Linked DNA regions of Mus musculus: regions 1, 2, 3, 4, 5 and 6 are each linked to region 7. A link is a contact called in public HiCAR-type and HiChIP or PLAC-seq data. All regions are on one chromosome and are shown on one strand. The core of a region is the stretch at or near the end of the contact, and the rest is flanking DNA. Distances in the headings are between cores, read along the strand shown.

What was found. HiCAR-type assays count read pairs that join an accessible place to other places. HiChIP or PLAC-seq counts read pairs in DNA pulled down with a chosen protein or histone mark.
Region 1: a contact with region 7 is called in a HiCAR-type map of astrocytes, with 3 times the contacts expected there. The contact joins the promoter of Ppig here to the promoter of Gorasp2 in region 7. A contact is called at or near these places in 3 of 39 promoter capture datasets (the C10 cell line, erythroid cells and liver), 5 of 484 Hi-C or Micro-C datasets (CD4 T cells, cardiomyocytes, erythroblasts and 2 more), 3 of 115 datasets of contacts at active chromatin or transcription factors (astrocytes, embryonic stem cells and pancreatic cancer cells) and 1 of 9 other capture datasets (adipose tissue).
Region 2: an HNF4G HiChIP or PLAC-seq map of pancreatic cancer cells shows a contact between it and region 7. The contact joins the promoter of Dlx1 here to the promoter of Gorasp2 in region 7. A contact is called at or near these places in 3 of 39 promoter capture datasets (the C10 cell line, pre-B cells and stem cell-derived epiblast-like cells), 1 of 115 datasets of contacts at active chromatin or transcription factors (pancreatic cancer cells) and 2 of 9 other capture datasets (adipose tissue and liver).
Region 3: a contact with region 7 is called in an H3K4me3 HiChIP or PLAC-seq map of embryonic forebrain, with 5 times the contacts expected there. The contact joins the promoter of Dlx2 here to the promoter of Gorasp2 in region 7. A contact is called at or near these places in 3 of 39 promoter capture datasets (hippocampal neurons, pre-B cells and stem cell-derived epiblast-like cells), 8 of 115 datasets of contacts at active chromatin or transcription factors (embryonic forebrain, embryonic limb bud, epiblast stem cells and 5 more) and 2 of 9 other capture datasets (adipose tissue and liver).
Region 4: a FOXA1 HiChIP or PLAC-seq map of pancreatic cancer cells shows a contact between it and region 7. The contact joins the promoter of Klhl23 here to the promoter of Gorasp2 in region 7. A contact is called at or near these places in 6 of 39 promoter capture datasets (the 3T3-L1 cell line, the HPC-7 cell line, embryonic stem cells and 3 more), 1 of 484 Hi-C or Micro-C datasets (embryonic stem cells) and 1 of 115 datasets of contacts at active chromatin or transcription factors (pancreatic cancer cells).
Region 5: an H3K4me3 HiChIP or PLAC-seq map of pro-B cells shows a contact between it and region 7, with 3 times the contacts expected there. The contact joins the promoter of Metap1d here to the promoter of Gorasp2 in region 7. A contact is called at or near these places in 2 of 39 promoter capture datasets (cranial neural crest and pre-B cells) and 4 of 115 datasets of contacts at active chromatin or transcription factors (extraembryonic endoderm stem cells, large pre-B cells, pro-B cells and 1 more).
Region 6: a contact with region 7 is called in a FOXA1 HiChIP or PLAC-seq map of pancreatic cancer cells. The contact joins the enhancer-like site here to the promoter of Gorasp2 in region 7. A contact is called at or near these places in 4 of 39 promoter capture datasets (3T3-L1-derived adipocytes, hippocampal neurons, neutrophils and 1 more) and 3 of 115 datasets of contacts at active chromatin or transcription factors (large pre-B cells, pancreatic cancer cells and pro-B cells).

What each region holds. Positions count from the first base shown.
Region 1 is chr2:69,721,477-69,724,835 of GRCm38.p6, forward strand. It overlaps Ppig (peptidyl-prolyl isomerase G (cyclophilin G)), which reads left to right and starts at 1,612. Exons shown (of 14, transcript NM_001081086.1): 1 at 1,612-1,887.
Region 2 is chr2:71,527,590-71,530,871 of GRCm38.p6, forward strand. Dlx1 (distal-less homeobox 1) reads left to right here and starts at 1,856. Exons shown (of 3, transcript NM_010053.2): 1 at 1,856-2,717. The coding sequence starts at 2,405. It also overlaps Dlx1as.
Region 3 is chr2:71,545,100-71,548,297 of GRCm38.p6, forward strand. It overlaps Dlx2 (distal-less homeobox 2), which reads right to left and starts at 1,655. Exons shown (of 3, transcript NM_010054.2): 1 at 885-1,655; 2 at 285-469. The coding sequence starts at 1,293.
Region 4 is chr2:69,820,673-69,824,136 of GRCm38.p6, forward strand. Klhl23 (kelch-like 23) reads left to right here and starts at 1,698. Exons shown (of 4, transcript NM_177784.4): 1 at 1,698-1,970; 2 at 3,115-3,464. The coding sequence starts at 3,116.
Region 5 is chr2:71,451,744-71,455,015 of GRCm38.p6, forward strand. It overlaps Metap1d (methionyl aminopeptidase type 1D (mitochondrial)), which reads left to right and starts at 1,595. Exons shown (of 10, transcript NM_025633.3): 1 at 1,595-1,655. The coding sequence starts at 1,616.
Region 6 is chr2:71,585,773-71,588,820 of GRCm38.p6, forward strand. No RefSeq gene overlaps it. Among named protein-coding and RNA genes, the nearest start is that of Gm36857, 4.0 kb to the right of the region's middle. Within about 2 kb of position 1,714, at least 1 of the 459 cell types and tissues checked has an H3K27ac peak or open chromatin away from gene starts, as enhancers often do. A contact at or near this core is called in pancreatic cancer cells, where this site is marked.
Region 7 is chr2:70,659,969-70,663,062 of GRCm38.p6, forward strand. Gorasp2 (golgi reassembly stacking protein 2) reads left to right here and starts at 1,541. Exons shown (of 10, transcript NM_027352.4): 1 at 1,541-1,792. The coding sequence starts at 1,730.

The DNA.
Region 1 (3,359 bases), core at 362-2,861, 940 kb before region 7:
GCTGGAAGCCAGAGAGTCTTGGGACCTATCTCTATTCACTTTTTTTGAGCTGGGATTACAGGTTTGCACACGAAGCCTCTCTTATTATGTGGGTGTACGGATCTGAATTCTGGGCCTCGCAGTTGCACAGCAAGAGCTCCAATTTGCTATGTCTCCAGCCCGAGTTCCTGAAACTTGCTTGTGAGTTTTGGGAGTTTCATCCTGATTTCCCTCCAGGAGGAAACATTTCTGTCCAGATGAAATAACTGTACAACACTCTGCCTTACTTCAATCTTCTAAATTCTGTGTAGGTCTCTGTAGCCTCAATCTTAGAGATCCGACTACCTCTGCCTCCTAAGTGCTGGGATCAAAGATGTCCACCGCCACTGTGTGGCATCCTAGATTTAATTTTTACAATGGAATTCCTTTTTGTTTGTTTCTGGCTTTAAAAGATCGATTTCTCTCACAAATTAAGATCTTAGGTGAATGAGCCCGATAGGAGGCATTTCTGCTCCATGTAGTTATTCTGGGATCTAAATTCCTTCCATTATGTTATTCTAATGCCTGCCAGTTCCTTGTTTGTGGATGATTAGAATATATTGGCAAATGAAGAAAATAAGAGGCAATGTCTTAAAGCCTAGAGCAGCATGCCACTTTGTCTCAAATTTCATCCTCGAAAATTAAATCACATGGCCAAGGGCTGGCGAGATGGCTCAGCCATTAGGAGCACTTGTGGCTCTTGAAGGAAGACCCATATTGAGTGTCTCGTAATGCTTTTAACTCCAGTTTGGGGACGGGGAGGATCTGACACCCTGTTCTGACCTCTGCAAGCAGTTATAGATATACAGTGCATATACACACAGGCACAAATACAACCATATTAAAATAGGACCAGGCATTTGGGATAAGAGGCAGAGGCAGGGTAATCTCTTAAAGAGTTTGATGTCAGCCTGATCTACGTAGAGAGCTCCAAGGCAGCCAAGGTATATAGTAAGACCCGGTCTCAATAAAATGTTAATCCCCGACTACTGGGATTAAAGGCATGCGCTACCACGTCCCGAAAGTAGCTCATCTTTGTTACTAGCTTTTGAGCGTTTGCTGAAGGTTCCTTGGAGGCAGAACGTCTCTCTAAATACCTCGACAGAGGATGTCACTGTTTATAAAGTGATGCGCATCATTTCGGGAGCGCTGTGACATTCTGACGGATCCACACCGATCCAATCAACTCTCAGAAACCATCAAGCGACCCGTCGGGAACGTATTTTAAAAGGCAGAAGAGACCCTACAAGCTCAAGGAGAAGATGCTGACGTCAGCCCGGGAACGCCGGGAGTCGCCGGCACCCATCCCTGACGTACTTCCGGCGCGACACCTTCCCTCCACGCCTGGCCTGGGCTGTGGGGGAGGGAGGCGGTTAGTGGGCTTTAGCGCCTTTCCTGACGGCGGTAGATTTGAAGCGCTTTCCAGGACCGGGCCGGGAGACGAGAAGCCCGCGGCGGGGCAGGTGAGGGATGCGAGAGCGTCTGTCGGCGCGGCGGCGTCTTCTGCGGGCCTTGGGGACGAGAGCGGGAAGGGCTCAGGGCGAGGGGCGGAGCCGCGGCGGGCCTCTGGGCCGAGGTAACCGTCTTTCCGTCGAGGTCTCTGGGCTGCTCGGGCTCGGAGGGGTGGCCCCGGGGACCGCGGCGCGGCCTGGGGCCCCGTGGTGGCCCGGCGGCTTGCAGCCGAGCCCCGGGGCGAAGGAAGCGGCTCTTCCTCTCCAGCCCCCGCCCTCCCGGCTCGGGCGCACACCTCCTCCCTGACGCATTTTGCCGCACAAGCTGTAATATGGCGGCAGCGACGGCAGCCTCGGCTCCCGGGAGCTAGGTTCGTTTTGGAGGCTTCAGAACCGGGAGACGGAGCGCTGCGGCGTGGTAGGTGGGACCTCTGGTTAGGGAAGGGGGAGGCGCAGCGCGAGGGCCTGTCAGGTTAGGGTTAGGGAGGGACGGGCGCAGAGCCAGGATCCCCGGGAATAAAATCGACCGCGGGCTCCGGTCCTCCCGACCTTTTCCTCCCGTAGGACAGCGGCTGGCGTGCATGCCTCAGTGACACAGGCCCTTGGTGTTAGGGACACTCCTAAAACTCAAATGCGAGATGTTAACCTCAGGGCCTTAGAAGTTTTCTCATGTTCCTGAGCGACTGGAAGCGGCCGGGCCTTTGGGGGAGGAGGATTCTGTTGAGGAGAAGATGGTTTCTGAACCCCGTTCGCCTTTAGGAGAAACGAACTGATTTTTTCCGTGTTTCCTCTTGATGTCGAACAAAGTCAACCGTAGCGGGCATCCGTTGTCTAATTGTTTTGGAAAACCTTATGGAAGCACCACCCTGTGCACTCAGTTTGATTTCTTAGCACGAATACATTACTTGCGCTAAGTAAAGATTAAGTAAAGACTCTCTTTGTTTGTTTGTTTTTGATCACCAGAACATTTAAGAAATAATACAGTGTTTTGAAAATTTGGAAGGTCCATATTAACTTTCAGAAGCTAAATCCAGAAAGGATAAGATTTGTGTTAGTGTCATTCCCATTGTATAAAGAATATGATGACTAGTAATTGCTATTTTGTAACAGATACTGGACAGTTCGAGGAAACCTTTTTTATAAGTTTTAAAAGATAGCCATAAGAGGAACTGCACAGATACTTAGAAAGGCTGCTTCTAACTTACCTAAAAGTGTAACTCCTGATTTGGTGTCACAATGTCTATAATCCCGGGCTGAAGAGAAAGGGTCACCAATCAAGGCCAGCCTGAACAACTTGATGAGACAAACAAAAACACCTTAGGGACCCCACTCTTTAATTTTAATAATGTGGAGTGTTATTAGTCATGTAATAGTTTACATTTCTCTCTGTTTAAAAGAAGCTAGTTGCTTAACAGTTTCTTTAAGCTTTATTAAATTGATTGGGTTGTTCTGCTCACTCCCTAAGTAGGTTGGTGTGTGTGTATGTATGTGTGTGTGTGTGTGTATATATATATATCAAAAATTGTATTTTTTATTTCTGTAGGCCAAAATTTGGACCTTGAGATGTGCAGGCAGTACTTCAAATATTCAGAGAAGACTGCTATAATTGGACCTTTGACTTTTACTGACAAGGCGCATTTTTTGCTTTGTTTGAGGTCTTTGGCATTTTTAGGGCAAGCACCACTGAGCTGTATTCCTAACCATTGGTCTCCACATTTGTTTGTGTGCATAGATTCAAGACTTCACAACTGAGGGCAAGTGCTAGATCACTGGACCACAAACTAACTCCTAAGTTTTCAGAATACCTGTTAGGTGGTGTTTTTCTACCAGCTCATTTTTTGCATACCAGTAGTTTGTGTATATCAAAAACATTAAAGAAAATGGTTCTAT
Region 2 (3,282 bases), core at 606-3,105, 870 kb after region 7:
GCTGCGTTGGGCGCACAGGACGGCACTCCACACCCCAAAACAGGCACTAAGAAGGAGCTATTAAAATCGCGAGTACGACAGGAAGACCAGGACGAGGCGAGTTGGAGTTCTTAGTTGGTTGGTGTTACAAAGCCTCACCTTGTGGTTTGGCGATTAAGGAAAAAACAAAAACAAAACAAAAAACCTTTCAGGCGATGGCAAACCCTTTATTGGTTTACGAATTTTGGACTGTTGTTTTTTGTTTTGTTTTTTTCCTCTTTCTTTTGTTTTTCTCTTTTGCTCCAACCAACATGCTGCATGAAATGTTTCTGCGCACAGCCTCATGCCTTTAATCAGAAGAGGAAATCTTTAGGCAGGAGCTGCTGCTGAAGGAGAGAGAGAGAGAGAGAGAGAGAGAGAGAGAGAGAGAGAGAGAGAGAGAGAGAGAGAGAGAGAGAATGAGAATGAATCCCCTGTACTCATATCTGTAACGACATCACCGATGTAATTTGTTTTGAATGTTCATTTTTATTGGTGTTCCCTCTGCCAAAATGTGCTTGATTACAGAGGTCTCCCTGTGATCACTGTGCACTCCAGATAGGGGAAGGTGCCGCGGCGCAGGTTCAGCTCAGGCCAGATCAAATCCCCGGGCTGTTTAACGCTGAAAGGCTGCATGTTGCTATTAGTGTTAAATATATGGCTAATTATGCGTATGAAAATTAAACATCAGTGTTATGCTAATGGGGCGCCTTCAGCTGCGGATCTGAGCACTTGAGACTACCATTTAATCAAATGAATCAGTAACTAATACGTGTGCACGTGTGAACTTTCACAAGATCATTTCCCCCGGTCCCCGTCACACCGCTAAATTATGAAAGAAATAATTATCAACACTTTCTAATTACCTAACAAAGTAATTTGGGATTCATCGTGGGGCTGGCGGGATTGGGAACCAACAGTCCCTAGCAACCAGCGTAGTTTGCGCCACGCGAGGTGGTGTGTGGTAGTAGTGGGGGGGTGGAGTGCGAGAGAATCTTTTGTGCACTTTTCAACACTTGCACCCAGATGGTAGACAGCGCGCTTTGGCAGCTCTTTCCTTCACCAGCTTCCCCACCTCACCCCCGGGCCCGGAGGCTCCAGCTTTGGCCACTGGAGGTGAGGAAGAGATCGGGCGACAGAGAGGGGCATATCTAAACACAAATATTCAAGCCTACCACTGATCAGGATTTGCTGAGGGTGTCGGTGTCTCCCTAGGACTCCCAAACCCCAAGTACTCTGGCCAGACCCCAGGAGGTCGGAAAATGACCACCTGGCAGGAGTTCGATGCACCAGCCACCAGGCGACTGCGGGCCCTCAGGACTCCACGCTGAGCCGCGCCCTCGGGGCGAGTGAGCCCGGGGCTCGTGGCTCAGGGGGAGTGGAGAGGGGAGGGGGAGGCAGGAAGGTTGGGAGGGAAAGGAGGGGGGAGGCGGTGCGGCCGCCTTTCCTGGGTGGAGAAGCGTGGGTTCCTGGCTCTCCACGCGCACTGCTTTGATCAGACCCGTGCAGCCTCGAGCTGGAGTGGCCAGCTGGGCCTGGAGAGATGCGAGCAAGCCCCTGGGAACGGTGGCAACGGCGGGGCGGCGGCCGAGTGAGTGAGTTGGGCCAGAGGGCCCCCAAACCCAGATCCCCGGGATGTGGCCGAGAGAACCCCAACCTGGGAGGCGCGGCCTGGAGCGCGCTGAGCTAGGCACAAGACGCTCAGAAGGACCGCTGGCTGCAGGCTACCTGGGTTGTCGCCCAGTGCGCGACTCCGCGATCCAGAGACCGCGGCCGGACTCTGGAGCGGCGCTCCGCACCGGACTAGGTGACCTCAAGAAGAAGTGGTCCGGGGTCCCAGGCGTTGGGGGCGGGCGAAGGGTGGGGACAGCAAGGGGGAGGGCGACGGCAGGGCGCGGCTGGTTGGTTTCTGGGGCGGGAAGCGCGCGAGGGAGGCGGGAGGCTGGAGTCGCGCGCCTTCGAGGTTCCTGCGCGGACGCCGCAGCCCATTGTGCGTCCCGCTCCGCGCGCTCTGTTGCAGAGGAGCCCCGGCCGGGACGTGTGGACCGGATTCTCCCCAGGCCGGGCCGCGTCGCCCGCTCTAGTCCAGCCGAGCCCGAGCTTCTCGGACCAATCCCCGGTGATTATGCAAGAGAGCCGACCAATCAGCTCCACCAGCTCATGAATATTTATGACCTTGGCTGAGTCAAAGCTTTGAACCGAGTTTGGGGAGCTCGGCAGCATCATGCTTAGACTTTTCAAAGAGACAAACTCCATTTTCTTATGAATGGAAAGTGAAAACCCCTGTTCCGCTTAAATTGGGTTCCTTCCTGTCCTGAGAAACATAGAGACCCCCAAAAGGGAAGCAGAGGAGAGAAAGACCCACACCCAGACCCCGCGAGAAGAGATGACCATGACCACCATGCCAGAAAGTCTCAACAGCCCCGTGTCGGGCAAGGCTGTGTTTATGGAGTTTGGGCCGCCCAACCAGCAAATGTCTCCTTCTCCCATGTCCCACGGGCACTACTCCATGCACTGTTTACACTCGGCGGGCCATTCGCAGCCCGACGGTGCCTACAGTTCGGCCTCATCCTTCTCCCGACCGCTGGGCTACCCCTACGTCAACTCGGTCAGCAGCCACGCGTCCAGCCCCTACATCAGTTCCGTGCAGTCCTACCCCGGCAGCGCCAGCCTCGCCCAGAGCCGCCTGGAGGACCCAGGTACGTGCGCTTGCCAGGGACAAGGAGAGAAGGGAAGGAGAATAGGAGAGAGGGGGAGAAGGGGAGGGGGAAAGAGAAAAGACAAGAGAGTGTGGGGTAGAGAGGTGGGTGGGGGTGGGGAAAGCGCGGAAGTAGTAGAGGTTTCGGATATCAATCTGTGGATCCTTGTCACTGAAAAGAAAAAAATTATAAGTCAATTCAATTTACAACTGTCCAGCAAAGGATAAATCCGAGCGCGTCTCCTGGCACTGGCTGGGCCTCTGGGCCGCTCGGTGCGCCGAGCACACAATGCCCTGCTGGAAAACAGAAACCCACATGTGCACGTATTAGTCTCGGTAATTATTTATTGCGTAGCGCTATAAACAATGTATGCAATTAAGGGTAATTAAACCTCAACTACCGCCTGCAAAAAATAGCAAACTTTCTCTGCAAAGGCAATAGCTGCGCTCTTGGGAACGACCCAATTCTGTCTGCAGCAGCCAGGGACGTGCGCTCGGACCTTGAGGGACCTTCGCAGTCTTTCAGGGTTTCTTGAACGTTCTTTTCCGGACCCTACTTCTGCCAA
Region 3 (3,198 bases), core at 405-2,904, 890 kb after region 7:
GGGTAGTGCGGTGTCAGGTCAGTTATGGAACCCGCTTTAGCAGCAGCGAGTGGAAAGGCGTTGTAGTGTGGGATTTCTGTCCACCCGGGTCATTTTCTTTCCTCCCATGCGGCTGCCCCCTTTGAAAAAAATTTCTTATTTTGTTTGTTTGTTTGTTTTAAGCATTGGGCCTAGAAGTTTACTTTGCCCGGAATAAAAAAGCACAGGTGAAAATATACTTTTGAAAAGTTGTTCCGGACGTGCCCGCTTCCTAGAGAAAGCAGGCCATCTCCCACCTTGCTCACCTGAGTTTGGGTGAGGCCCAGGGACGCCGCCAGCTCGGCTCGCTCTGGCAGGGCCAGATACTGGGTCTTCTGGAAGCGTCGTTGAAGGGCCGCCAGCTGGAAACTGGAGTAGATGGTGCGTGGTTTCCGGACTTTCTTTGGCTTCCCGTTCACTATTCGGATTTCAGGCTCAAGGTCTTCCTTGTCTGCAACGAAAAGTGAGTGGTGAGCACCCACCGTCCAACCCCGCGGTCCTAAAGTTCGGAGCGGAGGCCTTTAGAGACTTGAGGAGGCCTTCCCAACTTCAGCACGCGCCGACTGGCCTGGCCACGGAACCCTGCAAGGGACCCGGGGGAGCTGTGCAAGAGAGAAAGAAGAGGCGGGCAGCAAAGCTATGCGCTACCCACAGCATGCCAACTGGCCCAACCGCCCACCGACTCTGTCCCCCGGAGCGTGGAGAGGCAGAAACTGCGATTCGCGTGCAGTTGGAGATTGGGCAGAGTTCAGGGCGGGAGCAAGAGATGCACAGAGTGCAAGGCTAGAGCTCCGGACTGCCCCCCACCCCATGCTTACCCGGTCCCTCCCCGTGACTTGGGCACCCTAGATGCTTGCGATGCTTACCCGGCTCGTTGTTGACCGGAGACGAACTGGTGCCGTAGGGCGCGTAGGAGGTGTACGCGGCGGTGTAGCCCAGGTCGTAGCTGCTTTTGGCGGAGTAGGAGACATTGTTGAGGCCGCTGGCGTGGTACTGGTAGGAGCCCATGTGCGCGTAGGGCGAGGCCCCCCCGCCGCCGCCGCCCGCCGGGTGCTGCTGGTTGGTGTAGTAGCTGCTGTCCGTAGCCGTGGACACCGGGAGGGTTGGCGACTCCTGGGGCTTGTGCAGGCTGCTGTTGCTGCTGCTGCTGTTGCTGTTGCCGCCAGGGCCGGCGCCCGCACCGCTCGGGGGCTGCTGGTGCTGGTGGTACGTGCTGGAGGCGGTGATCTGGGTCGAGTGCATATCAGCCACCAGACTGTCAAAGACTCCAGTCATCCTGACCCGGGACAGGAAAGAGCACGGGTGGCGGGCGAGAGGGGGATGCGAGGCGCCTCCTCTGTCTATCTCTCCGGGTCCCTTCCAGCAACCAATGTAATTACGGGGAGGGGGAGGGAGAGGAAAACAAGAAATGAGGCTACGGTCTAGGCGCCTCCTCCCCTGGAGGAGGCGATCACCGTGCGTGGCTCGGGACCGCAGCTGCTGGCCGCATCCTTCCCGGGCCTCTCGGACCTCTCGGCTCCTGGCCCGGCTCGGGCGGGGGGCGGGCAATGGAGGGGGCAAGAGCGGTCAGACCCGGTAGGGGCTCCAGGAGGCGGGAGCAGGTGAGCGACCCCCGAGCAGCTTTACGATTGTCTGCCGGGCAGGCTCCTGCAGGGTGGGCATTTAACACTTATCACGTGACCGCGGGCAACGTCACCTAGCAACAGCCAATCAGAAGGAATGAGCCGCGGGGCGCCGGGAGTCCGCGACCGGGCGGCCCCGGGACCCGCGTGTCACGTGGCGGGCAAGGCGGCCGCGGTGGGTGCGTGTACAAGCACTGCAGAAAGTGGGTACCCGATCTGGAGCTGGATAGGGTGCGGGATGGCCCGCAACAGGACATAAGGCTCCGGGAAAGAAATGGGGTCTCCCACCTTACTCTGCTTTCAAGAGCCAAGTCTAACGATTTACATCTCTTGTCCAACTTCGCCTTAATCAAATAAAGCCAGGAAGAGGGCCGAGCCAGCTCTGTCTCCTTTTTCTCCAGATACTTTTCCTCGAGGTGCCTGGCTCGCACTACTCTTGTCAGCCACTTTGCACCTGACGGGCAATTGATTTAAATTATCCATAAACCGCGTATAATAACCTATGCTTCCCAAACTACCCACAGAGATATTACGACAATTAATTGGATAATGTTTAACGTTTTTCCTTTTTGCTTGAGAGAAGAGCTCTATAAGCCCAAAGGTATTATTACTAGTAATGTATTTGAAATCACTTTTCCTCATACACATAAAGGTCTCTAGTAATGACGCACATCTGAGCCACTAGCTGGAAACTGATTCTGAGGTTCCCTCCTTGGGAAAGGTAGGCCAGACTAGACAGCCTTCAAAGTCGTTTGCATTGGTGTTTTTATGAAAAGGGGAATGAAAAAAAAAAAGAGATACTGAAGTAATATTAGAGATTTATCAAGATTCATTATCACACGTTTTCTTGATATAAACAATAAATATAAGAAGTTTTATTTTGTCTACTTTATTTTACATTTTCGTGTTCTAGGATCTTACTCCACTGTTGTAATTTCTTTCTCTAGGTTTCTTTCTTTATTTTTATTTTTCTTCTTTCTTTCTTTCTTTCTTTCTTTCTTTCTTTCTTTCTTTCTTTCTTTCTTTCTTTCTTTCTTTCTTCCTTCCTTCCTTCCTCTCTCTCTCTCTCTCTCTCTCTTTCTTTCTTTCTTTCTTTCTTTCTTTCTTTCTTTCTTTCTTTCTTTCTTTCTTTCTTTCTTTCTTTCTTTCTTTCTTTCTTTCTTTCTTTTCCAAGTGATGAGTTCCCCTCTCTGGTGGTTGGGATTTTCAAAAGAAGGGTGATGGATGGACTCAGCGCAGTGATGGACTCTCAAGTTTGAAGATTGCGGTAGCGCCTGCTTTGTGGCGCCACCTGGTGGACAGTGTAGGAGGTTGTTACAGGCCTGGTAGACAGTCTAATCACGCCCAGGCGCCAGCCTCTGAAACCCCCCAAAAGAACAAAATAGTAATTAAAAGCCACAAAATTGTGCTAGTGCGCGCCATCTGAAGCATCCCTTCCTAAAGACATAACATGTCACTGAAAGAACTTGTTACAACAACTGCCTAATGGAAAACAAGTTGATACTTTAAAAAATACGATCTTTGGTCTTCCCCAGAAAAAGCAAGTGTGTAATTAAAA
Region 4 (3,464 bases), core at 448-2,947, 840 kb before region 7:
CTTTATCCCTAGCCTCAGGAAACATGTTTTTAAGCAGAACTAGGAATCACTATAAGCAAATATTTTGTTTTGCGACAGGGCCTTACCATTTTCAGTGGGGCAGTCTCAAACTCGGGATCTTCCTGCCTCAGCCTACTCTGCTAAGATTAGAGGATTGTGACAGCACCAACAGCTTGGAAGCAAAAGTTCTAATTGGTTCCTATAATAATCTGAAAAAAGTCTGCACAAATGACAATACAGTGAACCTCTCTATCAAGAGTCATTGATCATATACTGTTATACGTATGTTTCTACCCCATATACATATATATTATGCATATATTGATCATATTTTTGAGATTCTATAAGTTAGTATAGAGCCTACAATATATATTTTCTTACGACTTCTTTCTGTATGTTGGAGAGGTGGTTCAGAGGCTCAGAGCACTTGTTGCAATTGCAAAGGACCAGGATTTGGGCCCCAGAATTTACATAGCAGCTTACAGTCATTGTGACTCTGGTTCTAGGGGATCCAATGGTATCGCTCTTCTGGTCTCTGCAGGCTCTTCACACATTACAGACACACATGTTGCAAGCGCGATTTCGATCACACACACATGCACACAATACATTTTAAAAATTATTTCTGTGTGTGTGTGCTTGTGTGTGTGTGTGTGTGTGTGTGTGTGCGCACGCGTGTGTGTCTAGTAGTTTGCTCTAGGCTGTATGTTAAGTGGCAAGTGGCAGAGTAAACTTTAGCCCCCCAATCGAAGACTCTTTTGCTTTCTTGCTGTGGTATTAAATTGTTGACCAGACTCTAAGATATAAACCATATCATGTTTTTGTTTGTTTTGTTTTTGTTGGTTGTTTGTTTGTTTTAGGTTGTTTTCTAAGAATCACTTGGTGCTCTTGGACAGAATGAAGATTTCTGAAATCTGGGGTGAGGGTTGTGAAGTTCTACACAACACTCCCCCGGGATCAACACTAAGATGTGGAATTAAATTAAACCCACTCAAAGAAGAACAAGCATGTTACTTGTTCAGAGCTTGCTTGGCAAGAAGGCCAATCACCATCACTCGTCCTTCCCAGAGGCTCAAAGCAGGGACATGAGAAGCGTGGATAAAAATAGAAGAAAAAGAAGAGGAAAAAGCAAGGGGGAGGGGAGAGTAGTAGCCTCCACCTCTGCTACCCCAGATATCTGATTGGAGGCTATTGGCTGGGAAAGCCGGGGGTGGGCTACAAACAGAGTGATCGTTTTTTGGCATATTTATACTTCCCTGGTTGGTCCTGAAGAGGAAGTGGGGGTAGAAACCCAAGTTGGCTTCCTGGTTGTTCTGGTGCAATTTCAACACAGGTTGTGGCTTGGCTTTCGGCGCTTAGGAGTTTCAGCGTTCTCCCATCATGTAAGGTATGGCCATTACGTATCTGTCTACTTACTCTTTTCTTTTCAACACTACTTTAAGAACAACCTTAGCTCTCCGGTCCTGGTTTGCCGCGACCTCCTTCCAGTAAGCTCCCTGACAGCCATGGACCATCTTTCAAACCTAATTACCTTTTCCCGGACTTTATGAGGTGCTCGGAAGTTATTCAAAATCTTGCGGCTAAAAACATTTGATACTAGCTTTTGTTGCAATAAGAAAGTGGACTTTCTGGTGTGGCACAATGGACATCACCAGAAGGCTGGAGCTTGCCCCTTTTAGCTGCTTGTGTTCTACAACAGTAACTCGAGAATCTTAGGTGCCTGGATTCAGCCTTGACCTAGGCTACCCCCACTTTCCCTGGAAGCTTCCAGGTTAACTCCTAGTGTGCTTAAGCAGCCCCAAAGCTCCTTCCTGCGCGCTCTGCTGGAGGCAGCATGGAGTTTATGGGAAAGCAGCTACTTGTGGCATTTGAAGGCAGCCCTAATAGAAGACCGTAGTTTCGCCTTCTTCTCTCGGCACTTTCTCTCTCCCCGCACGCCAAGGGCCAGGGCCGGCAAGAGGACAGAGAAGGTAAGGGTACACACTCCCCTCCGGCGTTGGCTGGGGACTCCGGCTTTCTCCTAGCAGGCAGTGCGATGGGCGTGCGCGCGCGAGAGGAGCGGGGCTGACCGTGGACGCGGCCCACCTGCTGCGGGAGCCCACGCTGCGGCGCCCGGGCTGCGGGGGGCTGCGGGCGGAGGCGGGAAGCCGCGGGCCACCGAAGCCGGAGCGGCTCGTGGGCTGGAGCTGCGCTAGCAGGCGGCCTCCGCCGCGCCCCGCCGCGCGCTACCAAAGATGGTCAGAGGGTCGGGAGGCGCCCCCGCCCCCGCCCCCGCCGGCCGCTAGTCCGGAGTCTGCGTTCCGCGCCGCCAGCGAGGTAGGTCGGAGCCCGGCGGCCCGGGGCCGGCCAGAGAGGCGAACGGGCAGCGCGGGAGACGAGGCCCCGCCACCCCCAGCCCACGCGCGCCGGGGCGCAGACAATGGCCGTGCGGTGCGGGCCCAGTGGCGAGGGCGGGCGCGTGGGTGCCGCGGGGCCGTCCACACCTGCGCACCCGGCCGGGCAGAGGCCGCGGGCATCGGCCAACGGCGGCGCGCGACGCCCGGGAGCCGAACCCCCGCGCCGGGCCCCGGGGCGGGGCGCTCTCCCGGCGGGAACGCCGGCCGGGCCCAGGCGCTAGCGCGGGCTGCAGAAGCTAGCTCGGGCCCGGCCGCTCTTGTGCTGTCAGCAAGCTGCAGAGCGCAGGGATCCCTTTTCTGAGATTCTCTCCATCTTGGTGGCATCTCAGTGTGAATTGAAATCGAGGGGGGAGGGGGAGAACCAACAACGGCGAATTGGGGCCGGGCTGCGGCGGGGTGACCCCCTCGGACACTTGGCCTGGGGACTCTCAGGAACTGCCAGACTGGGACAGTGCAGATACTGGGTGGCTGGGGGTAGTAAGCTAGGATCTCTCAACAAATGGATAACTGGAAAAAAAAAATCCTCATTTAGTTAATCTGATTTTAAATAGACCATCGTATAAATAGTTCAGCGCATTTTGCATATGGTGTTTGGGCATCTGATTTTAGTCTAGTTTTGGAATATGCCTGATGCCATCCATGTCTGGTGATCGGAATTTTTAACATTAATTATTAGAGTTAATACACAAAGCTGAAAACGTGTTTGTATTTTTTGCAGCATGGCTCTAAAAGGACAAGAAGATTACATTTTTCATTTCAAGGATTCGTCGCATCCAGTGGATTTTCTGGATGCATTCAGAACGTTTTACATGGATGGACTATTTACTGATATTACCCTTCAGTGTCCTTCAGGCATAATCTTCCATTGTCACCGAGCTGTTTTAGCTGCCTGCAGCAATTATTTTAAGGCAATGTTCACAGCTGACATGAAAGAAAAATTTAAAAGTAAAATAAAACTGTCGGGCATCCACCATGATATTTTGGAAGGCCTTGTAAATTATGCATATACTTCTCAAATTGAAATTACTAAGAGAAATGTACAGAGCCTTCTTGAAGCAGCGGATCTGC
Region 5 (3,272 bases), core at 345-2,844, 790 kb after region 7:
TCTGGATGAAACAGGACCAAGGCACACATGGATTCATAATGGCTGTCACTACACGCACAAGACCTAGCTAGCCGAGATCTCAACATAGATTGGGACAAGGACACAAAGTCCCATTCATAGCTGACAATTGACAGAGCTACTGAGGGGATGAGGGTGGTCAGTTTTCTCCAGGGTTTCTGCCCCTGAAAGGATCCCCGTGCTCCAGTAGATGGCCCTACATTCATGTGCATACTGGCAGTAGATGGACTCAGTGTGTTAAAATAAAAGCACATGAAGTTGAAAGGGAAATGTGGTGGAAGGGATGAGCAGGAGTTGGAGGAGAAGGATGGGGGCGCGTGGTGGTGCTGGGAGTGTATTAGACAAAAACACATTCTATGTGTGTATGATATTCTCAAACAAAAAGAATACCCTTGGATTAAGTGTTCTCCGATTTGAGGTTTGTGATGAGTTGAACTCTGCCTCCTGAGGTTAAAGGTGTGCCAGTTGAGCATGTGGACTCTTTTATTTTTTATTTTATATATGTAGTACAGTGTAGCTATCTTCAGACACACAAGAGGAGGGCATCAGGTTCTATTAAAGATGGTTGTGAGCCACCATGTGGTTGCTGGGAATTGAACTCAGGAAGAGTCCTAAGTGTTCTTAACCGCCGAGCCATCTCTCCAGCCCGCATGTGGATTCTTTAAAATCAATGAGAAGACATCCACATATTCACAAGGAATCCTTATCGATCTCGACTGCATTCAAAGTCCAGAAACTGCTACACTACAGTTTGGGTTCTTTCACCATACACATCTTGGGGTATCATGGTCTGTGTTGAGCACAGGAAGCTACCAAGATGGATAACACCTGGTCCATGAGCGTCTGGACTCCACCGCAAAACAAGGGCAAGAGGCACAGAACCTGGTGAAATCGGGCAACAGTATCATCGAAGGTACAGCGGCTGCCTCACTTGCCTTGACATAGGGGCTATGCAAGCTGACATGCGTCATTCTTTAAATATCTAATTTAGGGATAACAGCAGTTAATACTGCCAAGCAGGAAGTGTCATCAGGGAAGGAGAAATCCTGTGAAGATACCCACAGGGCCACATAGGTGTCCCAACTATTCTATTCTGGAGTCTCTGCTGAGTAATTAATATTCTAACATTGCAAAGGGAAGCTGATCAAACTGATCCAACTTTTTCAACTAGTTGCCTGGAAATGATTTGTAACCGAATGAAAGGCGATGAAAGTGCTTTGTTGCACACTAAATTGTGTTTGTTTGTTTGTTTTTTTTTTCCTCTCGCCCAACTTCACGTATCCATGCACCAAAATGGTGATTCTATAAATACTGGAGGCTACACTTACATGACGACTTTCTTCCATCCCTGATGGGTCTGGAAGCTCAGAGAGAGAACTGCGGCCGGAGCCAGCCTCTCCTGGTGGAAGCGAGCTGGCCGCAGACGGAGCTGCTGGCCTCGACACCAGAGGCACTCGCTAGCCCGGGCTCCTGCAAGCCAGCTCACGCGCGCGCGCGCACTCGCCTCCCACTGCTTCAGCGCTTCTGGGCTTTGAGAGCGCGGCTACTCCAGTGGGCGGAGCTGCGAGGCTCTCTTGGCCACGTGACCGGAGCCAACATGGCGGCGCCCATCGGCGTCCCCCTGCTCGTCCGTGGAGGTAAGCGATCGGCATACGACCGCTCCAGGGCTACGCGCCCAGAGACACGTCCGCGCGTGGGCTTGGTACGCACGTGCGTACTTTCAGTCGGACCCGCGTATACCATACACGTTGGCACGCTGCAGAAACAGACACACGTTTGTCCTCTTCTTACCATGTTGCTTGAGTGCTTAGTTCTTGAGATTTGTGGGTCGTTACCTGAAGTTTTCTTCCCTCTCTTTACTTGTGTGGTTAGTGTTGCAGACGTATCTACCAGCGACGACGGTGAAATGCGCCGGAACACTCGGTTTAGAGCTGTTGGATTGGCATGCCTTTTTGAGAAACTTGTAAAAGGTGATGACAGTCATGATGACTTAGGAGAGCTAACGATGTCAGGGGCATTCCAAACAGATGCGTTTCCGGCGAATCGTTGTTGAATTAGTACTAGGTTCGGATTCTTTGCTAGCAAGAACTCAAAAATAGGTTCAAGAAGGACGAAAAAAAAAAAAAGGAACACCAACGACTTTAGATACAATTTAAGTGCCAGGCACATAGGAACGGTTTTAGGAGGTAAATATTTTCAGAGCAATACTCAGCACGTATTATATACCTTCCGAGCCATCTCACCAGTCCAGCTTAACTTAATACAATCCCCTTTTGTGAAGTCAGATACCAACTTATTTGTGTGTATCTAAGGGTGTGTAAAAAAGTTTGACGTTGACATGGAATGGTGTCCACAAAAATATATTATTTGGAATATTTGGAAAAAGCAAGTTGTAGGACATTAAAATTACATATATTTGTTTGTCTGGTGTATGCTCAAACAGGTGCCAAGGTGTGCATACAAAGGTCACAGGGTCATAGGAGAACTTGTGGGAGTTCTCCCATTATCTGTTTTTCAGACCATGAGGCTTGGTTCAGGCTTTACCCACTGAACCATCTCACCAGCCCAGTTTAGCTCAATACAGCCCCCCCTTTGTGAAATCAGATACTCATATATTTGTGTAGTTATATTTGTGTGTATATGTGTATCTAATATAATACATACAGAGAATGACATACACGATTCACGGCTTTGTGAAATAAAATATTCAGTTTTTATGAAATGCCCATATTTTCCAAAGCACTCAAAATATAGTGCTACATATCTTAGAGGTTTTTGGCAAAGATGACTCTGGTCATTCTGTGTGTACCCAGAACTTCTCATCACTTGAATGATCTTGTACATTTAATACAACTTGTTCATGTGAAGATTAGATTTTCTTTTTTTAGCCTTTGAAATGTTCTTCATAGGAGAAATTTCAAACACACAACAGAGCGGCAAACTCTGCATACACATTGTCTGCTCACAAATCATGTGTGTAGAGACACTCACTTCTCCACCCCAGCCACAGTGCCTCCCACGATGGTATTATTTTAAAGGATGTCCTAGGTATATCACTTTATTTGTAGATTCTTTTGCCTATGTATCTCTGAAAACTGTGCCTAGGGAGTATAGCTCAGTGGTTAGCACCCATAAGCCTTGGTTTGGGGTTCCCCTGCTCCATAAGAGGAGAAAGAAAGAAAAAAAGGAAGGAAGGAAGGAACAAAGAAGGAAGAAAAGAAAGACAGAAAGACTGAGAATCCTACTCATTGTCT
Region 6 (3,048 bases), core at 464-2,963, 930 kb after region 7:
ACTTAGATGCCAAATTTTAGAGAAGTTTCTGGTTGGTACAACTTAGAATATTGTTTGTCCCTCAACTAATACTCGTGGCTGGGATGCCTTTGAATGTGTTGTTGGGTGGAGAGTGGCTTCTGTCTCTAACCAGGTTCTTGTCCTTCTTCAAGGGTGGAGTGGACAGACAGTAAAGGGTACTAAGAGGAGATACTTTACTGAAAATGAGTAAGGCATCTTAAGTCAGATTGCCACGGGGGCTTTAAATAAACCAAATTTGAATTCTCCGTAGCAGCAGGATCTCCATTACGATGCTAAAATGTTACAGCTGGACTGCCCTCCACCCCAAAGGCCTCCTTATGCCAATCAGGAGCCATTCCTTTTAGAGCCCCTGTGCAGCTCTGAGAAGCTTATAGCACTTGCAGGGCCTTAGAGCAGCCAGCGGTCTCCCCTGTCTTCCCTCCCCTTGTGAGTCTAGGAGTTTTCTCTGAAAGCCTCCAAGCCAGAGCTGGGATACAGCTCTAAAGTCTTGTGTGGGGTAGTCTGAATGAAGTCTGTGTGAACTCCAGGTCCCTAGTTGGTGGCGCTTTTTGAGAAGGTTTAGGTGGCACGGAAGCAGTTTTTGAGAGTTTAAAATCCTCTGTCGTTTCTAGTTAGCTTTCCCCGCTTCCTGCTTGGGTTTGAAGATGTGAGCTTTTCCTTCCTGTTCAGACTATTACGCCTCCATTTCACTCATGCCTCCACATTTGTGGACTCCGATCCCTCTGGAACCGAAAGCCCAAATAAACGTTTTTTTCCTCTAGAAGTTGCTTTGGTGATGATGTTTTATCCCAGCAGCACCGAAGTAACTAATACAAGGTGTCTTCCTTCTCCTTGGAGCTTTGTGGGGAAAGTGAGCAGCGAGGTGCTGAGATTGACCAGCTGGGCCCTGATTGGTTGAATCTCTCATATCCATCCAATTAGGGGAGAGCTGTTGAAAGTTAGCATCAAACCGGTGGTGGTGGCGCACGCCTTTAATCCCAGCACTCGGGAGGCAGAGGCAGGTGGATTTCTGAGTTCGAGGCCAGCCTGGTCTACAGAGTGGGTTCCAGGACAGCCAGGGCTACACAGAGAAACCCTGTCTCGAAAAACAAAACAAAACAAACAAACAAACAAAACAAAAAATAAAGAAAGAAAGTCAGCATCATTTCTGGTTGTTGATTGTTTTTTGGTGGCTTTTTTTTTTTGTCATCGCGTCTCCCCCCACTCCCCCCCATATCCCCTGTGGCTGTCAGAAGCTTGACAATAGGGGTTTTGTTTTTCTCTGTATCTCCCTTTCCTCTAGGCTTGAGTTTCCTGTCTATCAGAGAGTCTTGTCCTCCCTGAGTTTGATGCCTGAAGCTCTTTCCATCTGCAGAGGGTCAGGCAGGGTAGGGCCTGCTCTTTGGCAGCCTGGAGGTGGATACTTTGATAGAAACCATCCCATACCGAGGAGGGTTGCTGTTTCCAGACAATGAGCGGAGGGATTGTTAGGTTTCTGAGTGTTAAGAGTGGTTAGCTGTACTTGTTCAGCATTTAGCCTTGTGTATGTCTCCTTCCATGCATCTAATTTGTACACATACATACCGTTAGTTTTGTTTTATCTTTGTTCTTGAGACATGTGTTTCAGATTGACTTACTTAGATGTAGCTGAGGCTGAGCCCGAGTGCCCGACCCTCTCACGCCCATCTCTTCCGTGCTGGGACTTTGAGCACGAGTCACCATGTCTGACCTTTATTACTATTTGTTCACTGTGAAGTCCACGGAACAGAAAATGAGCATGATAGAGCGAGGCAGAGAGGCAGCTGTTCAGAGGACCCCAGTTTACTGTTTACAGTTTAGCTGTAACATTTTAGCATCGTAATGGCGTCCTTCTGCTACGGAGAATTCAAATTTGGTTTATTTAAAGCTCCCGCGGCAATCTGACTTAAGATGCCTTACTCATTTTCAGTAAAGTATCTCCTCTTAGTACCCTTTACTGTCTGTCCACTCCACCCTTGAAGAAGGACAAGAACCTGGTTAGAGACAGAAGCCACTCTCCACCCAACAACACATTCAAAGGCATCCCAGCCATGCCAGGAAGCTCAGAACTCTAGAATTCCACCTTTGGCCTCTATGGGCACCTGAACACACCTACATAAATACATGAACATAATTTAAAATAATAAAAAACCTTATTTTTTATTACTTTTTAAAATAGTCCAGCCATGGTACTCTTCCCTGTTCCCCCCACCCTCAGTGCCCCACCCCATTCCTCCTCCCTCCAGTCTCCAAGAGAATATCCCCCTCTCCCCAACTGTCCCCTGCCAGGCTTTTCCACACCCTGGGGCCTCAAGTCTCTTGAGGGTTAGGAGCGTCTTCTCCCACTGAGGCCAGACCAGGCAGCTCTCTGCTGTATATGTGTCAGGACCTCCGACCAGCTGGTGTTTGCTGCTTGATTGGTGGCTCAGTATCTGAGAGATCCCAGGGGGCCAGGTCAGTTGAGACTGCTGGTCTTCCTATGGGGTCACCCTTCTCACCTTCCAGCTTTTCCCTAATTCAACCACAGGGGTTCCTTGTCTTCTGTCCATTGGTTGGGTGTAAGTATCTGCATCTGTCTCAGCTGCCTTTTGGACTTCTGAGAGGGCAGCCATGCTAGGCTTCTTGTCTGTAAGCACACCATAGCATCAGTAATAGTATCAGGCCTTGGGGGCCTTCCCTTGAAATGGATCCCAAGTTGGGCCATTTACTCGAGTGCCTTTCCCTCAGTCTCTTCTCTGTTGTTGTCCCTGCAGTTCTTTTAGACTGGAACAATTCTGGGCCAGAATAACAATCTTATTTTTAAGTAACACTGTAGTAGGACCGACTGGAGTTCCTTACTAATAAAGAAAGGCGTTAGCCTAGAGAGAGCTAAGCTTGGGGGTGGTTTTCATTTCATTTGCTTAGCACAGAGATGCTATAGTTATCATGATTTTTTCTTAGCCTTGACCATCACATAAACTGGAAGAATTTTAAATGCCTTTGAAGTTGTAAAAGTAGCACAGAAGGAAATCAGGCACAAATAAAACTCCT
Region 7 (3,094 bases), core at 291-2,790:
CTCCTAAATCTAATATTCTAGCAACCATATTCAAGTTTCTCCAATTGCACCAAAAATGCCATTTACAAGCCAGGCACAGTGGCATATCTCAGCTACTCAGAAGGCTGAGGCAGGAGAGTCACTGGGAATCAGGGATTTAAGACTAGTCAGGAGAACACAGCAAGATCCCAGCTCTCTCTCTCTCTCTCTCTCTCTCTCTCTCTCTCTCTCTCTCTCTGTGTGTGTGTGTGTGTGTGTGTGTGTGTGTGTGTGTGTCTACACTGAGGCTGGAAGAGGGTGCTAGATCCCTTCGAGCTGAAGCTATAAGCATTATAGACAGTCTATTGTCGGTGCTGGGATCTGAATTCCCATTGACATGACTGAGCAGCCAACACTTTTAACCCGTAAGCCTCCTTCCTCTTCAGCCCTAGGAATTTTTTCAGATTGGCCTTCTGTTAGCTTTTTGTCAATGACAAAAAAACGACTTAAAGGAGAAAGAAAGATTTGTTTGGCTTGTAGTTTCAGTCCATAGCTGTTGGCTCCATTATTTTGGCAAAGCTGTTCATCTCGGGGCAGCTGTGAGGCAAAGAGAGAAAGTAAGCGGCAGGGTTCTACTCCCTACTTTAAGGACAGACTCCAACTTCCTTCTACAAGGTCCATCCCTTCAAGGTTCCTCCACCTCCACAGGCTAGGGACTATGAAACCTCTGGGCTTCACTCCAGATCCCAATGCAAGCTCTTCCTGGTATTTCTTAGTTTTGTCTATGGGTATCTCTTTCAGTCCAGTCTTCTTAATTTCATATGATTCTGATTCCATATGGCGAACTGGTCAGCTGTCGGGAAGAAAGGTCCCCGTACTGTATTCCCCTGGCTCTTTAGAGCACCACTCATTTGCTCCTCTACCTATCCTTTAAACTAGACTATCTAACTGGTGGCGTGTTGGGTTAACTATGAAAAACCATTTGGGACTAGAATACTTCAGAACCCTTAATAATAGCTCACACTGCAAAACACCAAAGACAGTCAACACCTGGATGGGACACCATTACTGAAAGTCAAACTATAGCATGGGGAGGAGACGGGGCAGGGAACACTGAGAGGGGTGCAGTGGGGCAACAGGCAAAATTCCAAGGAAATCCAACCCCTGCCCCTCGCTCCTGCGTAGCTCCGTAGTGTTCTATCAGGACGAGAAGAAAAACAACAAAACAGTAACCGCTTTTATTTCAGGGAACACTGCTCTTTATAAACGTGAGCTGAGAATACCTGATATTCCAACCCCAGAAAGGCACTGTGAACTATCCTCAGGTATACAATCTTATTAAACAAGACCTAAAACAAAGCAAGCGCCAGGCGTGCTCGGCATCTGCTCCCTTCCTCTCTGGCCTCTGGTCACCAGGAGGCGCTGCGACCAAATACCCTTCTGCGAAGGTAGAAACGCGCCGAGATAAGTCTTGTCTGCTCCGGGGCCCCGTAGCGAGCCGTCGCGTTCCGGGCTGTCTTTCCGCTTTCTCGCGCTCCCTGCCTCCGCCCGCTGCGCTCTTCCGATCGTTCCCTCCGGCTCCCGTCAGGGGGCGCTGTCTGCGGCGTGGCAGCGGCCGTGGCTGCCGGGCGACGATCTCCCGGCGGGCTGTGCGGCCCGGCTCGGGCTGCTGCAAGTGCCACGTCCCAAGAGCTACGCGGAGTCGCCAAGCGGGCGGTGCGCGAGGCGGAGCAGCGCTGAGCCGGCCGGGTCGTACGGATCGCCCGCCGCCATGGGCTCCTCGCAGAGCGTCGAGATCCCGGGCGGCGGCACCGAGGGCTACCACGTTTTGCGGGTAAGGCCCGGGGGGACGCCGGGGCGGCCAGGCCCGAGTCCGCGGAGCACCCTGGGCGCGGCTGCCGGCGACGTGGCCCGGGACCCACCACCCTGGCTCCTGGCCCTCCGCACGGCCTCGCCGCGCACTGGCCTGAGCTTCAGAGTTAGGAAGAGCAAGGGGCGCCGCCTCCAGAAGGAGCCGGAACCCGTACCTGTGTTCTCGGGGAGGGTGACGGAGCCACAGGCTAAGCGGAGATGTCACGACCGGTGTCGGTTCATCTCGGCTACCCCTGGATGCTTGCAAGGGCCACCTGGACAGGGAAAGGAGCACGAACGGCCTCGGGCTAGATTTGACAGACTTAAATTTAGTTGATTTTTGATAGGACTTTTCCGTTCCGGGTCGCTCCTGACCCTTCCAGATCTCTCCAACATTTCCTGGAGGAGAGGAACTTCCGTTCTTCTTTCTAAGATGAAATAGTCGGGGAGATTGAGGTTTAGGTCCGCGGAGGAGAGTTTCCAAAATAGCCAGGCTTGATGAGGAAACGCAGCGCCAGACACCAGGGGTCAAAGACACATCCGCCTGTGAACGGTCCTTTCCTCGTGGAACCAGGAATGTGGTGACACCTGTGTGAGTGCTAACATGGGCTGTGAACAGAGTGGCCTCAGTCTGCATCGCCATTTAGGGACAATCTTCTCTGAGAGTGTGCTTGCTTACCTTCATTTTCTGCCCTGGGTCGCATGTTCTGAATGAGATAACGTTTTAAAATAGCCCAGATACCTGAACGATAGGACTGTGATTGGTCACCTGGTTGTCGGGATTGTGGTTGTCTCTCCATTCCACTCAAAAGAGACTTTTGAAGCCCTTGTTTTTCCAGGGTGTTTCTTCATATGCCATATTACTTTCCTATTTCCTTCAGCTAACCAAACTCCTAAATCCCACACTAATAGGAAACACAGGAGAAAGAACTGCTTCATCCCGGGTTCGTAGGAAAATTAATGGCGATGCTTTTTCATCTGGTCTGATTCTGAGTTGACTCATGTGAGGTGTATTATCCTGTTACTTGCAGATTCTGAGTGTGGCCATGAACCCTTAGGGAGCTGCAGTATTTTTATTATAATAAACACCCAGGGAAACCTAGTAAGACACATTAGTGTTAATGAGTAGGAAAAAAAAATAGTCTTTAGGGTCTTAGATGGATCTTCATGTCAACAGAACTTCAGTTTAATGAGCTCATTCCTATGGAAGACAGTTGAAGTATGTCGTCTTCATAGGTGTGCTTCGGAGGATTTCTGAGTGCACACATAGTTAGTACAGGTGTGT